Regions from separate parts of the Danio rerio genome. Here region 2 is linked to region 1. Evidence: chromatin contacts called from public Hi-C data. All regions are on one chromosome and are shown on one strand. Each heading gives the region's core, a stretch centred on a gene start, on an enhancer-like site or on the middle of the called end of the contact. The rest is flanking DNA. Distances are from core to core; before and after follow the strand shown. Region 1 holds the start of pcyt1ab (phosphate cytidylyltransferase 1A, choline b). Region 2 holds the start of blvrb (biliverdin reductase B).

Evidence for each region. A called contact is a pair of places that touch in the nucleus more often than the background predicts.
Region 2: a Hi-C map of hematopoietic stem cells shows a contact between it and region 1, with 3 times the contacts expected there. The contact joins the promoter of blvrb here to the promoter of pcyt1ab in region 1. A contact is called at or near these places in 4 of 18 Hi-C or Micro-C datasets (caudal fin, embryo, hematopoietic stem cells and 1 more) and 2 of 4 datasets of contacts at active chromatin or transcription factors (caudal fin and embryo).

The regions. Positions count from the first base shown.
Region 1 is chr18:49,016,133-49,023,561 of GRCz12tu, reverse strand. pcyt1ab (phosphate cytidylyltransferase 1A, choline b) reads left to right here and starts at 1,944. Exons shown (of 9, transcript NM_001020735.1): 1 at 1,944-2,111; 2 at 4,385-4,497; 3 at 4,951-5,047; 4 at 5,131-5,247. The coding sequence starts at 4,387.
Region 2 is chr18:49,151,297-49,158,238 of GRCz12tu, reverse strand. It overlaps blvrb (biliverdin reductase B), which reads right to left and starts at 5,179. Exons shown (of 5, transcript NM_001002686.2): 1 at 4,958-5,179; 2 at 2,043-2,204. The coding sequence starts at 5,042.

The DNA.
Region 1 (7,429 bases), core at 695-3,194:
TTTACATCCCTCAAAATGGCCTATAAACACATTCCAGTCCTCAGTCAAACTGATATTAAGGTCTTGCCAGGAGTCTGTTTGTGTAGATTTAAAGTGCAATTTAAAGGTTTAACTAGGTTAATTGGGTTCAAGTTGGGTTAATTAGGAAAGTCATTGGACAACATTGGTTTGTTCTTTAGCCATTTGGGGGAAAATGATTAAAGGAGATAATATTATTGTACTTAAACATTTTAAGCCGAATCAAAAGAAGCTTTTTAAAATACTTTGTTAAAGTAGCATAAAACAATAGTAAATACTGTGAAAATAACCTTGCTCTGTTAAATATTACTTAGAAAATATTTGAAGAGGAAAAAATATTACATTTTGCCTTCATTTGTATATGGTTTGGTAAAGAAACATGGCAGATGCACTTAAAGCACCTTAGGTGACTTTAGGTATCCTACATCAGTTAAAAATATTTGTCATGCTTCAATATTAAAGTACATAATGAAGTTATATTGACTGATAAAGTATATATGGCAAAAATATTGTATTATGTCTTGTTCAAGTAAAATATGAAGATCTGCAATATACAGAAACCCAATGTTGTGTTAGGCTAATGACCTAATGGAAGACATATTAGCCTACGTCTTTGTAACTGGATTAGCTGTTTACTTAATAGACTACAGTTTGACCGTATATTTCAGGAAAAATATTGCCAGCTACATATTATAGCTACTTTTAACTCTCGCCAAAATTAGAAAACAGAAATAATCAATTGATTTTATGCAACAATCGTCATGTCACAAAATTTTACAGCGACAAAATAAAAGTTTTTAGCCTAGGATATCTTGAAGACATTTTGTAAGAAATAAATTACTGTTGTGCAGCACAAAACCTTTAATAACAACAACAACTTAAAACTGATTTATTATTACTTATTTATATGACTTTACTGTTACATTATAAGATGAATGAGCGAATCAAGCTAGAAAAAAATGACAAAGTAAACGGAAATTGAAAGAAATTAGAAGATAATTGTATAAAATTAATTAGATTTTGTATGGCTCTTCTTAAGCTGTGAAGTAAAATTTCCTTAAATATTTTTAACAATTTTTATTTGTTTATATTACTCATTTTAACTGTTACATTATAAATGGATGGATTTTTTTATTGAAATGTGCTTAAATATTTTATAAATGCAACTATAGTTTATAAGGGGAAATAAAAGTGCATTGTATGCATACACACAAAAAAAATCAGTGGGGTATAAGTACAGGGACTTTTAATTTTAGTCTGCCAGCCTTAGGGCTTCCAGCTAATTCCAGCTAATATTCATCCTTTACAAAATAACCGCATTTAAGATCAGAAAAAAAAAAACAGCGATCTTCACAGCCTGGCCGAGATACGATAAAGTGAGTATCAGACCAAACAATAAGCACTGCATTACATTATACTTTTCCATGCCATGTCTTTAAAATATGGAAATAAATTTTACCCCAGTGTTTTATTACGGCGCTAGCCAGTGGCCAATGACGCCGCCTGTTAAGCCATTGTTTGTCTATTTTTACTCTTTAACAACCAAATGGACACTTAAGTATAACTGAATATATCTGAATTACATTACAACGTCGATGCTGTAAAAGAAACCTTCGTATATGAACCTTAAGTCACATAAAGTTTTCACCGGAAGTTCATCATTGGCTGAAAAACAGCTGTGCACATAGTCCATAGATATTTACAAGCATTTGCTGCGGCGCATTTAGCTCATAGTTAATTTTATTAGCTCGTTGAATTTGATATTAAATTATTAGATTTGTTTATGCATTTCTGGAGTAATCCAGCAATTTGAAACTGACCGGAGACCAGCAGCGCTATTTGGTGTAAAGTGGACGCTAGATGGCAGGATTTCAAAGCGGAAATGGGACACACGAGCGGAAGTGTGCGTGTTGTTAGTGAGCGTTGATGATGATGGAGTTGTGAGGAGGGAGAGCTGTCATCATATGGAGGATCATCACCGTAAAGTCTTTAAAACGTAAATAAAATGTGTTCATAGTGTAGTTCAGAAGTGCTGTCTTCACCCTATGATACTGTGGAGGAAAGACGTGTTTAAGGAGGAAACCAGAAGCAAGGTTAGTAGTTTAAAATCAAAACGCCCTGCTTCATTTGAAAGACTTTAACGTTATTTCCTAATGTTAGTTCATGTGTGTTTAGTCTCCTTCATTTAGAGGGAATGAAGGCCTTGCATTGATACTAAAACTTCTCTTCAGCTGTTTTAACATAGTTCTGTTAGTTTGCTACCATACGGAAATCTGATATATTAAAACATACCAACGAACATTTATATAATTGTGGCTAATACATTTAAACATATTTGTAATTATGAAAGTTTTAAACGGCAATGTTTTCAGTATTTTAAAATATTTATTTCAATTGAAAGCTCCTGAAAGAAGCTCAAAAAAGCACTTGATTGACATATACTTTGTTACAATAGGGTGTTATTTGGTCAACCTGGAATCGGAGGGTTATAAAAATAAATAATAATAATCAAAATACTAATAAAATCGCATTTATTTGCCTATGTTTTCAGTATTTTGAAGTATATATTGCAATTGTGCAATGAGCTAAAGTTGGTTTTATATTTGCACATTTATTCAGTGACAACTTGTAACATGCTGCCTTTATTTTTTACCATGGTACTTCGAATATTCGGTCTGAAATTGCATGCTAGTATGACTTGAAAACAACATTAGCACTATTTTATTGACTGTATGAGCAATGTTGTACTTTGATAGACATTATCAGCTGATATGATTCACCTATTTAGAAAGTGCTATAAGGATAAAGTCAGGAAGTAAATATATACCAACTTCACCACAGTACATGTGACCCTGGACCACAAAACCAGTCATAAGTGTTAAGTTTTTAAAATTAGACTTTATACATTCCCTGAATGCTAAAAAAGCTTCATTGCTCACATCTGAATGCTAAAGAATGCTTCATTGACATGTACTTTGTAAAAATAGGATGTTATTTGATCAACCTGGACCCTGAGGGTCATAAAAAAAATAGAAAAAATCTAAATACTGAGAACATCACATTTAAATTTGTCCCAGTTAATTGTTTAGCAATGGACATTACTAATCAAAAATTCAGTTTGGGTATATTTACTGTAGGAAATTTGCTAAATATCTTCACGGAACATGATGTTTACTTAATAGTCTTATGATTTTATTTGCACAGCAAATAAATAGTCCATTTTGAACCATACAATGTTAATGTATTTAAAAAAAAAACTGCAACTTTAAGAAATCTGAAAGTTTTATTAAGGTAAAGTTTTATAGTCGCACATTTGTTCTTTCTTCTGAATAATATAATTTAAGAAAAGTAGTGTTTGCAATAAGTCTAAATAAGGAAATCAAATTAGCAGCCAATGACTATCGAAGTACAAAATTGTTCACAGTTAATTAAATAGTGCTAATGTTGTTTTGAAGTCATATTTACATGCCATTTCTGACCAAATTATTATTTAGTGGTGTGCTTGTCACCGAACGAATGTGTGAATATAAAACTTAAAGTAAATAGTTTAAGATTTGTGAAATCCAAACATAACTTTGTACGTCATATATGTGATTTGGATATATATATATATATATATATATATATATATATATCATATTTTTACGTCACACTGCATTGTTTAGTGTATATGTTGCTGTGTTTATATCAAAATAAAGATATTTTCGTAGGATCTTAAAATACTTTTAAAAACCTAAAAAAGGCATTGTAATGTCTTATAGTTAATGTGAGATAATTTTGTTTAATTGTGCGTTAATTTTAAGCACAACAAGTTTACAAATAGTTTGCTAAAGCTACTTTGAAACAATAATTATTGTGAAAAGCGCTATACAAATAAACTTGAATTGATTTGAATTTAATTAAAATATTGTTCAGAAATAAAGGAACTTGTCTGGTCACATGTCTGAGGTTTATAGCTGAACGTTCAGTTGAACACTGGGCATCTTCCCAGCGAACAATGGAGCGATTTAGAGGGAAGAATGGCGAATGAAAACATTGTTTTCCGCTCTAGTGCCTCCTCCTCTGTGAAACTGTGCCACATCTCAGACTGTCCTTCATCGTCATCATCATCATGCTGATATGATCTGGGTCAGCGTGGCTTTGTTTTTTTCGTGATGTGGCTTGCAAATCTACATTCCTGTTTGAGATCTGTTGACTGCATCAGTTGAATGATTCGCCCTCTTGTGAATGTTTTTTTCTTTTCAAACAGATCAAGAAATTTATGCTTGAAAACACTAATGGGAAAATCTTGAGTCTGGATGTTTTTACTAAATGTAAAATATATTAAAACCTGCTGTAAATATCAGTGTTTTTGATGTCTGTTCAGCGATGGAGGCTCACAGTTCAGGCGGCGGCAGGAAGAGGAAGAGAGAGAGAGAGAGGTCGAACGGAGAGATAGCGGAGGGAGAGAGTTTCCCAAAAATGCCTTGCAGGACTGTGGTGAGGGTTTGGAAATAATCATTGAACACTTAACTGTGATCACATAATATCCTGTGTACAGCATCCACTCGCGCGTGTGTGTGTGTGTGTGTGTGTGTGTGTGTGTGTGTGTGTGTGTGTGTGTGTGTGTGTTTGTGTGTGTGTTTGTTTGTGTGTGTGTTTGTGTGTGTTGTTTGTGTGTGTGTGTGTGTGTGTGTGTGTTTGTGTGTGTTTGTGTGTGTGTGTGTGTGTGTTTATATGTGTGTGTGGGTGCATTTGTGACTATATTTCTTTGTGTTTTTGTGTATTTGCTTTTTTTGTTTGTTTGCCTTTGTGTGTGTGTGTGTGTGTGTGTGTGTGTGAGTGTTCGTTTGTGTGCATTTGCGTGTGTTTATTTGTGTATGTGTTTGTTTTTGTGTCTGTTTGGGTTGTTTTTGTGTTTGTATGCGTGTATGTGTGTGTGTCTGCTTCTAGGGCCTGAGGGAACCTGCACCATTCGCTGATGAGCTGGTGACTCCAGAATCAGCATATGCACGTGTCAGTATGGAAGATGCCCTTCGTGGTACTCCAGGTGTGTATACACTGATTTTACCCACCCTCACTCTCACTGTAGGCTCAGTCTCAGTTTGAACTGAACACTTTCTCCCTCTTCAGAGGAGCGTCCGGTACGCGTCTATGCTGATGGGATCTTTGACATGTTTCATTCGGGACACGCTCGGGCCTTAATGCAGGCCAAGTGCCTTTTCCCCAACACGTATCTGATTGTGGGTGGTGAGTTTAGAGTTCTGTATTTATTTATTTAAACATTTATACACTTATTTTATTTTAAAGTATTCATTTGCTTGTTTTGATTAAATGTTATTTTTTTTGTTGTACTTTTAAAATTGTTTTCAAATTTGTTAATTTATCATTATTATATTTACTAGATTGTTTAGCCCAATTTTTTTATTTATTTACACTTTTTTATTAATATTTTTGTGAATATAATACAATCTATTATTATAATTAATAATAATTACATTACAATTATCTTATCTGTTTTATTATTAACATTTATTAATACATTTCTTATTTAATGTGTTTATAATATTAAATTAGAAAATTGGTTATTTAGTTTGAAAACCCCTCATGATTTGACCAAGAAATTAGCTCTTCAATTTGGTGAGACATGTGACATATTAAATGAATTGCAAAAGTAATGTGTGTGACACATTATTTAATATTCAACTCATCACCTTCATCATAATATTCATCATCACCTAATCATAGAGCGCTTTATATATTTAAGATGGTTTTTAAAGGAGCTACACATAACTAATAAAGAAATCAGTAATACAAACAGTATCAAATATGATACAGATACAACATTTGCTATAAAGCAAATAGTGTCATTATTTAGCTGAAGTCAGCCCAGTGTTGATTCAGTTCATTTTGCTTATTTTTATAGCGTTTTTTACAACAATTGTTTTAATGCAGCTTTACAAAAGGTTCACATTATTGCATTACAATCAAAATCATAATAACTTGGGAGGCAGGCATTTATATATATATATATATATATATATATATATATATATATATATATATATATATATATATATATATATATATATATATATATAGTTATGAATTAAATGAAAATACTTAATCAAAAAGAGGTTTAACCAAAACATAACAAGATAACAGGGATTAAAAATGTAATCCCTGGTGCCCTCGTGCTCTCTCTCCCCAAAAAATAACCCAAAACCCAACCACTTAGAATTAACAAGAAAGTATGATTTATTTGCAGATAATAAGGAGCAAAAATAACATCAGGGGGGGTTCAGCCTAAATAAATGACAATAAACCAAGCTAACTAAATTAGAGTAAACTTCCCTATAAAGTAGATAATGAAATAAAATACAGAAAACTTACCTCCCTACTAACAACACAGGAGAAAACGAAGACAATAAATAGAAGGCACCAAATATCTCTACCATACTACAAGCCAGACAGGGAGGCAGAAAACCGGGTTTCTCCGGTTAGAATATACAACTTCACATCGGCATCTCAGAAAACGCCATATTAGAGACATCAGCAGCAAACACTCATTTACATCACTCGAGCAAAAATATTTCCATAGAGCTGTATAGAAGTGTCTTGAAAAATATCTAGTCATATTTCCACACACTACACCACAACAACTACTCGTAGCAGTATAAATATTTAGAGAATATTAAAAAAATATACAGTTGAAGTCAGAATTATTAGCCCCCCTTTGAATTTTTTGTTCTTTTTTTAAATATTTCCTAAATGATGTTTAACCGGGCAAGGAAATTTTCACAGTATGTCTGATAATATTTCTTCTTCTGGAGAAAGTCTTTTTTGTTTTATTTTGGCTACAATAAAAGCTGTTTTTAATTTTTTAAACACCAATTTAGGGACAAAATTATTAGCCACTTTAAGCTAATTATTTCCTTGATAGTCTACAGAACAAACCATCATTATACAATAACTTGCCTATTTACTGTAACCTGCCTAGTTAACCTAATTAACCTAGTTAAGCCTTTAAATGTCACTTTAAGCTGTATAGAAGTGTCTTGAAAAATATCTAGTCAAATATTATTTACTGCCATCATGGCAAAGATAAAATAAATCGGTTATTAGAAATGAGTTATTAAAACTATTATGTTAAAAATGTGCTGAAAAAAAATCTGCTCTACGTTAAACAGAAATTAAGGAAAAAATTAAACGGGGGTGAAAAATTCAGGGGGGCTATATATATATTCTGACTTCAACTGTGTGTGTATATGTCTATATATATAGACATAATTAACCTAGTCAATTAGGTCTATATATTAAAAAAAAATATAAAAATTTGAAATATATATAATATATATTATATACTCTCATCATGGCAAAAATAAAATAAATCAGTTATTAGAAATGAGTTAATAAAACTATTATGCTTAGA
Region 2 (6,942 bases), core at 3,930-6,429, 130 kb before region 1:
CTATCTCCAAAATTTTTCATAATTACTTTTATTTTTATTTTCATCTTGTTTTGTGTTCAACAGAAGAAAGAAATTCATAAACGTTTAGAAGCACTTGAGTGCAGAGTGAATGGTGAGAAATTCAAATGTCTGGATAAATTATCCCTTCGACATGGTGGCTCGGTGGTTAGCACAGTCGCCTCACAGCAAGAAGGTCGCTGGTTCGAGTCCCGGCTTGGTCAGTTGGCATTTCTGTGTGGAGTTTGCATGTTCTCCTCGTGTTGGTGTGGGTTTCCTCCGGGTGCTCCGAATTCCCCCACAGTCCAAACACATGTGCTATAGATGAATTGTATGAACCTAATTGTGTGAATGAGTGTGTATGGTTGTTTCCTAGTATTGGGTTGCAGCTGGAAGGGCATCGCTTTGTAAAACATATGCAGGATAAGTTGACGGTTCATTCCGTTGTGGCGACCCCTGAAGAATAAAGAGACTAAGCTGAAGTAAAATGAATGAATTGTCCCTTTAAACTCACACCACTGCATTAATAACACAAGTTTGTCCAATCATAATCCGCCTGGTCTACTGGCCAATCAGAGGACTCAGATCTTTTGAGAAGGAGGAGCCTTTCATGTAGACTGAAATGAGAGATGTGGCAATAATGTACCGTTTAAAAGAATATGCTGGTTTGAGTCCCGGCTGGGTCAATAGGCATTTCTGTGTGGAGTTGGCATGTTCTCCCTGTGTTGGCGTGCATTTCCTTTGGGTGCTCCGGTTTCCCCCACAGTCTTAATACATGCAGCACAGGTGAATGGAATAAACTAAAGTGTCCATAGTGTGTGTGTGTGTGTGTGTGTGAATGTGAGAGTGTATGGGTGTTTCCCAATACTGGGTCGCAGCTAGAAGGGCATCTGCTGCAAAATACATATGGTTGGTGGTTCATTCAGCTGTGCCGACCTCGAAAATAGAAACTAAGCCAAAGGGAAATGAATGAATGAATAGGATTGTAGAGATAGGATTTTTGGCGGTTCATTCCGCTGTGGTCACCCTGATAAATAAGGGACTAAGCTGAAGGAAAATAAATCAATGATAGGATTTTTTTGACCAATACTGATACCAGTTTTAACAAAAAACTATTGGCCAATTGCAATACTGAGACCAATATCTATCTGTTCTCCAGTATGTCTATCTGTCTGTCTGTCTGTCTGTCTGTCTGTCTGTCTGTCTATCTATCTATCTATCTATCTATCTATCTATCTATCTATCTATCTATCTATCTATCTATCTACAGTAAATTAACTTAACAAATGAAGTCAGTGCTGTTGCTTTATGTTAATTATAAATTGTGCTGCTCCAGAAAAATACTAACTAAAAAGCAGTTGGTGTCTTTTGTTGTTCATGACATTTTAAGCCAAGCTAACCAAAGGTTTTGTGCCAGCACTTGAGCATGAGGCACACCGTTGCCTTACCACACACACATCTGACATTTTGTACAGATTATATTTAGTTTTTTGCAAGTATTTAATGATTTTGTTCTGAGAAAGAGATTGGATTTTTTTCAAATTACACATATTACTATGCCAATAGCTCAAAAAATATATTGGCTGATACATGGGTGCATCCTTACTAATTACTGAAAGCACAATTATGATGCGAATGAGATCCTGCATTAACATCTATGTTGATCCTGGAACATCATTTTTGTTGGAAAATGTAATCCATACCCATGACCTACCCCTAAACCCAAACATGACTGTGAATTATTACCAACATAAGAGGGGAATAATAGTTGGATAACACTCATGAAGAAGTGCATAAACCTAACCATAAGCCTAAACTTAACATTAACTCTAAACGTATCCCTTTATTCTGATTGGCTGATTGGAATGCTGTTACAGGATCAACATAGATGCTAATCCAGGAACATGTCCTATTTAGTATTATTATTATTATTATTAATAATAATCTTCATTATCATCATCATCATCATGTTCTACTTGGTGAAATCAGGTTGGCGATACTGACCTATTAAAGTAGCATCATATAGCCTCTAAAAGTGAACTCACTGAGATCATTCCTTGTCCCTAGAATGATGATGACTGCATCCTGACCCTCCAGGGTCTTCTTTACATCGTTTTTGTTCAGAACGTCTCCCACAACCACTCTGGAGGCCTTATGATCTGGAGGAAGCCTTGCAGGGTCTCTCACCAGCACCGTCACATTGTAACCTGGGGCAGAAAAACACAAAGTTAAAAACAGGTAGCATATTCGTGTTAGCTTCTTATACGTTCACATTTCATTTTCATATAGGCAATACAGTTACAGTTACTTAACAAAAACAAATAGACAATCATTCAACTGCAAACCAAACAAGAGCTCTGCAGGTTATAGATTAAGAACAGGCAAGAATGTGTATGCTTATCTTCAGAAAGCACGCTCTAATGACTCAGCAGATTATCGTCACAACATGACTAAGATGTTTCTCAAACGTCTTGTGATCCGCACAAGACAGGAACAACATATTTTAAACATAAATCACAAACAAGAAAGTGCAAATTTAGCATCTGCTCCCATATGAAACAAATACTACAGTAATTTATAGGAATTATATATGTTTTGAACCATGATACTACTTGAATTAAGCTGTTGAGTTAATTCTATAGATGCTGTGGTAAGCACATTAACACATTTAAAGAGTTTAAAACATTATACACCAAGGTTTACTGTAGTAAAACTAAGGTATACAATGATATTTATTATAGTTTATTAGTTTAATATAGTTTAACACTACAGTAGTATGCTACATTCATCAACAAAGAGTTATAAATACAGTATGATACATTTCACCAAGGGTGAATTTAACCAATAAGCAAGGCAAGTGGCCGCTTATGACCACTAATAAATATCTAATGGTATAAATTATACCTATATAACATTGTTTTTTTATCATATTTTGTACGGTGAGAGTCAAACAAATGAAATTACATAACGTAATTAAACATTATTTAATATAAAATTAAACATAATATTATTATAATAATGTAATGTTATGTAATAATAAAATAAAATGCACAAATTTGTCCACCAACCCCACTCATAAAGCAGTCCAGAAGTCAAATTGATTAAATTCAACGTTATAATTTCATTTTAAGAAAATTAATCATTTAAAATGTAGAGACTGCATTAAGATTAAACTTAGAAAATAAGTTTGAGTGATATAAAACAACAGCTAAATAAATGTATATGAAATAAAAGTAGAAAGGGTGCATTTTAGGACTGTTGGGCCTTGCTAAGGGCAAACTAAACCTGCCCCTGCACTTCACTATAGCGTGGTTCAAAACACGCTAGTATATACTGCAAGTTACTTTAGTATTATTAAGCTGCTGATTAAGACTGATTGATTTTGAAATTGAGGTAAGGTTGATTCACATTCGGTCTTTCTCCTTAATAATATAGCCTAATTAAAAGTATTCTTTGCAAACTCTAAATAGGAAAATCATGTTAGCACCTTATAACTATCAAAGTACAAGATCATTAAAAGTCAAATAAATAGTGCAAACGTTCTTTTAAAGTCATATTTATATGCGATTTCAGACTGAATATTAAAAGTAGATTGATAAACAATATAGGGACCGTGTCACATGTTGTCAATAAACAAATGTGCAAATAAAACTTCAATAAACTTGAAAGATTTGATTCTCGTCACATTGCATTAACAGTTTAAGAAAAAAAAAAAAAACTCAGTCCATAAAGATATTGTGTAAGAGTTTACCTCAGACAAGAATATTTTTGTGAAATTATGTTATTAAGAAAAAGTCTGAATGTGTGAATATAAAACTTTATCTCAATATACTACAGTAGTACTGTATGCAACATTCATTACCAAAGGCTTGTAGATACTATACAGCAGTGGTTCCTTAAAGATTTTCTCCAAGTTCCACCATAATAAGCAGTATTGAAATACTGTAGCATAGTGGGCCCAGTGTAACAGCTACAGTTCTGTACAGTTTAAAAATGAGGCAATTAATATTTATTATCGAGAGTATTATTGTCAGCCACTTTAAACATTACAAATTGTTTGAACATTAACCCTGTACTGTGCTTATACGTAAAAAAAAAATGTCAACATTAAAATTAAAATGTGCTTTTAAAAGTTAATAATGACAGGTTACTGTTCTTAAAGTTTAAAAAAAACTCCTGTACTTAAATGTAAAGTATCAACACCTGGAAATATAGGCTACATTTCATCATACATAATCATTTTTAAATATATGTATGTACATACAGTATGACATTTTTGATTCCTCCGTACCACTAGTGGTACACGTACCACAGTTTGAGAACCATGAAACACTTCACTATAGTTCAAAACACGCCAGTTTATACTGTAAGATTCTTTAGTATTATTGAGAAATTGATTAAGACTATGTTAAATCTGGATTAATTATTTTTTTTAATTGAGGTAATTTACACATTAAACTTGATTCACATTCGGTTTTTCTCCTTAATAATATAACCTTATTTCAGAAAAGTATTTGCTCATTCTAAACAGGCAAATCATATTAGCATCGTCTATTATATATATATATATATATATATATATATATATATATATATATATATATATACTGTAAGTTACTTTAGTATTATTAGACTAAGCTACAAGCAGTCAAAAATCATATTGAAGCCAATGACTTTCAAAGTAACGTTACAACATTGTTTACAGTCAACTAAATAGTGCCAATGTTATCTGTAAGTCATATTTACATGCGATTTCATTCCGAATATTTAAGTAACGTTAGTTTGATAAACAATATAGGAATATGTGTGTTGTCAATGAACGAATGTGCAAATACAAAACCGATTTCAATGAATTTAAAACATTCAATTCTCGTCTATCAAAGCGAAACAGTGCATGAAGTTGCAGTAAGAACACGTTAAAAAACATCTCATTCCCCTAAGACATTGTGTAAGAGTTTACCTGAGGCCACTGCGATAGGTAAGGTCGCTAACCCCGTCATTCCCGTGCAGCCAAATATCGCCACATTTCTTACAGCATCGGACATATCGACCACTAGAAAAGCTCTCGGTCAGTTCTACGTTGAAACGGAGATTTGCAACAAGACCCAACGCTTAGGCTCAAGTTATGTATCCAGCTGATCTTGTTCGTTATGTCAGTGCTGTCATTTAAGAAACGCCTCTTTCAGGAAAACTAAAGTGGGCGTTTTTGTCGCATGCTAATTTATTTTCTCTGTTTGCTGTTGTTTCTACAACTACATGATTGACTTCTCAACTGTCCAATCACTGATTGCGGATAACCAGCTCTGACCAATCATAGCCCAGAACGAACAGATCAAGGGCGGAGCTTGTCTGTGCAGAACGTAACACGCCTATAACTGCAGAGCTCCTCCTAAAATTATTTTAAAGGTAAAACGACTCATAAATTGCTTGCTAGAATGGATAAAATGTACAAATGCATAATGTGCCAATGTACTGGAAACTTTGTGCTTTAAATATACTGTTTACTCCAATAAAAACGTAGGTGAAAAACAAAATAAAGTGCATTGCATGTAACAGTAAGTTTTAAAACTGGTGTAGTTAAGGCTAAATCCAGGTCTTACTGCAGTGAGTGACACCCAGGAGCAATAACAAATAACTATAATACAATAATAATTGCTGCTCCATTCCCCCCCCCCACTCCCCCCACCCCCCCAAACGTATTAAAGCAGGATTGATTCTGATTGTTTGGCAGTGTTTGTACTAATGTTCATCAGCTGGAGAAACGAATTATCATGTTATCATTATAGTTGTAGTATGGACTGATCTCCTTTACATTTTTAAAATTATTTTATTGTTATAACTATCATTCAATCATATCCTATATACATATATGCATTGAATAAGCTAAATTGGCCATAGTGTGAGTGTGTGTGTGTGTGTGTGTGTGTGTGTGTGAATGAGTGTGTATGGATGTTTCCCAGGACTGGGTTGTGGCTGGAAGGGCATCCGCTGTGTAAAACATGCTGGATTAGTTGGCATTTCATTCCACTGTGGAGACCCCTGATGAATAAAGGGACTAATCCGAAGGAAAATGAATGAATGAATGACTATAGATATAGTATAATACACTTTACAACAGTATATGGCTCAAAAACTCTGTTGTTTACTACAGACAAATTACCAGTTTAAAAACATTCAGGATACGCACGCAGCGAGGTTGCAGAAAAAAACCCGGGAGCACTAGCATTTACAGCAAAGGAATGACATCCGCTGTGGTACAGAGTTTGTTGTTGCATTAGAATTAAGTTATATTGATTACATATTATATATATTATTGACATAATGCTTTCAGTGTGTTATAACAGCTTGTCACTCAGTGATATAAGCACAGTGATTTGGCAAAATTAACATTAAAGTGAGCGGCGTTCGTCTGACAGGTCCAATTGCGTTAGCACCCTCCCAATGGATACTGGATATGAAATGGCCAAGCATCCAGCCCCAAATATACAACTATCTCATTGAAACTCATTGAAACTACAGGTGTTTTGACAAGAGAGAAGTTAAAAGCCTACAAGTTTTTGGATGCCTATATTATTGTTCTGTGTGGTGATGTGCAAGAAATAATGTTCCATGATTACCAGATTCAAAACTATGTAGTGCTAAAAACCGAGGTTCTGCCTAACCAAAGACAAGGAAAGAAGACGGAGCTGTACAAGGCCTGGGTAATCATCAACAAGCAAAACTACTCCATTCTGACAGCGAACTGGTGGTATGGCGGCGTATGTGAACTTACATTTTTACATTTCGTTCAGAGCATTCAGTGTGCGCAGTTTAATTAACCAAATGTAACTGTTTTTGCTGAAATCATTGCTGCAATCAAAAACGAGCAATGTGTATAATTCAGCACAGCAAGAACTTACCTAATAAGAACTGAGAACTGCAGAGCATTTTTAATTAGGTCTTCAC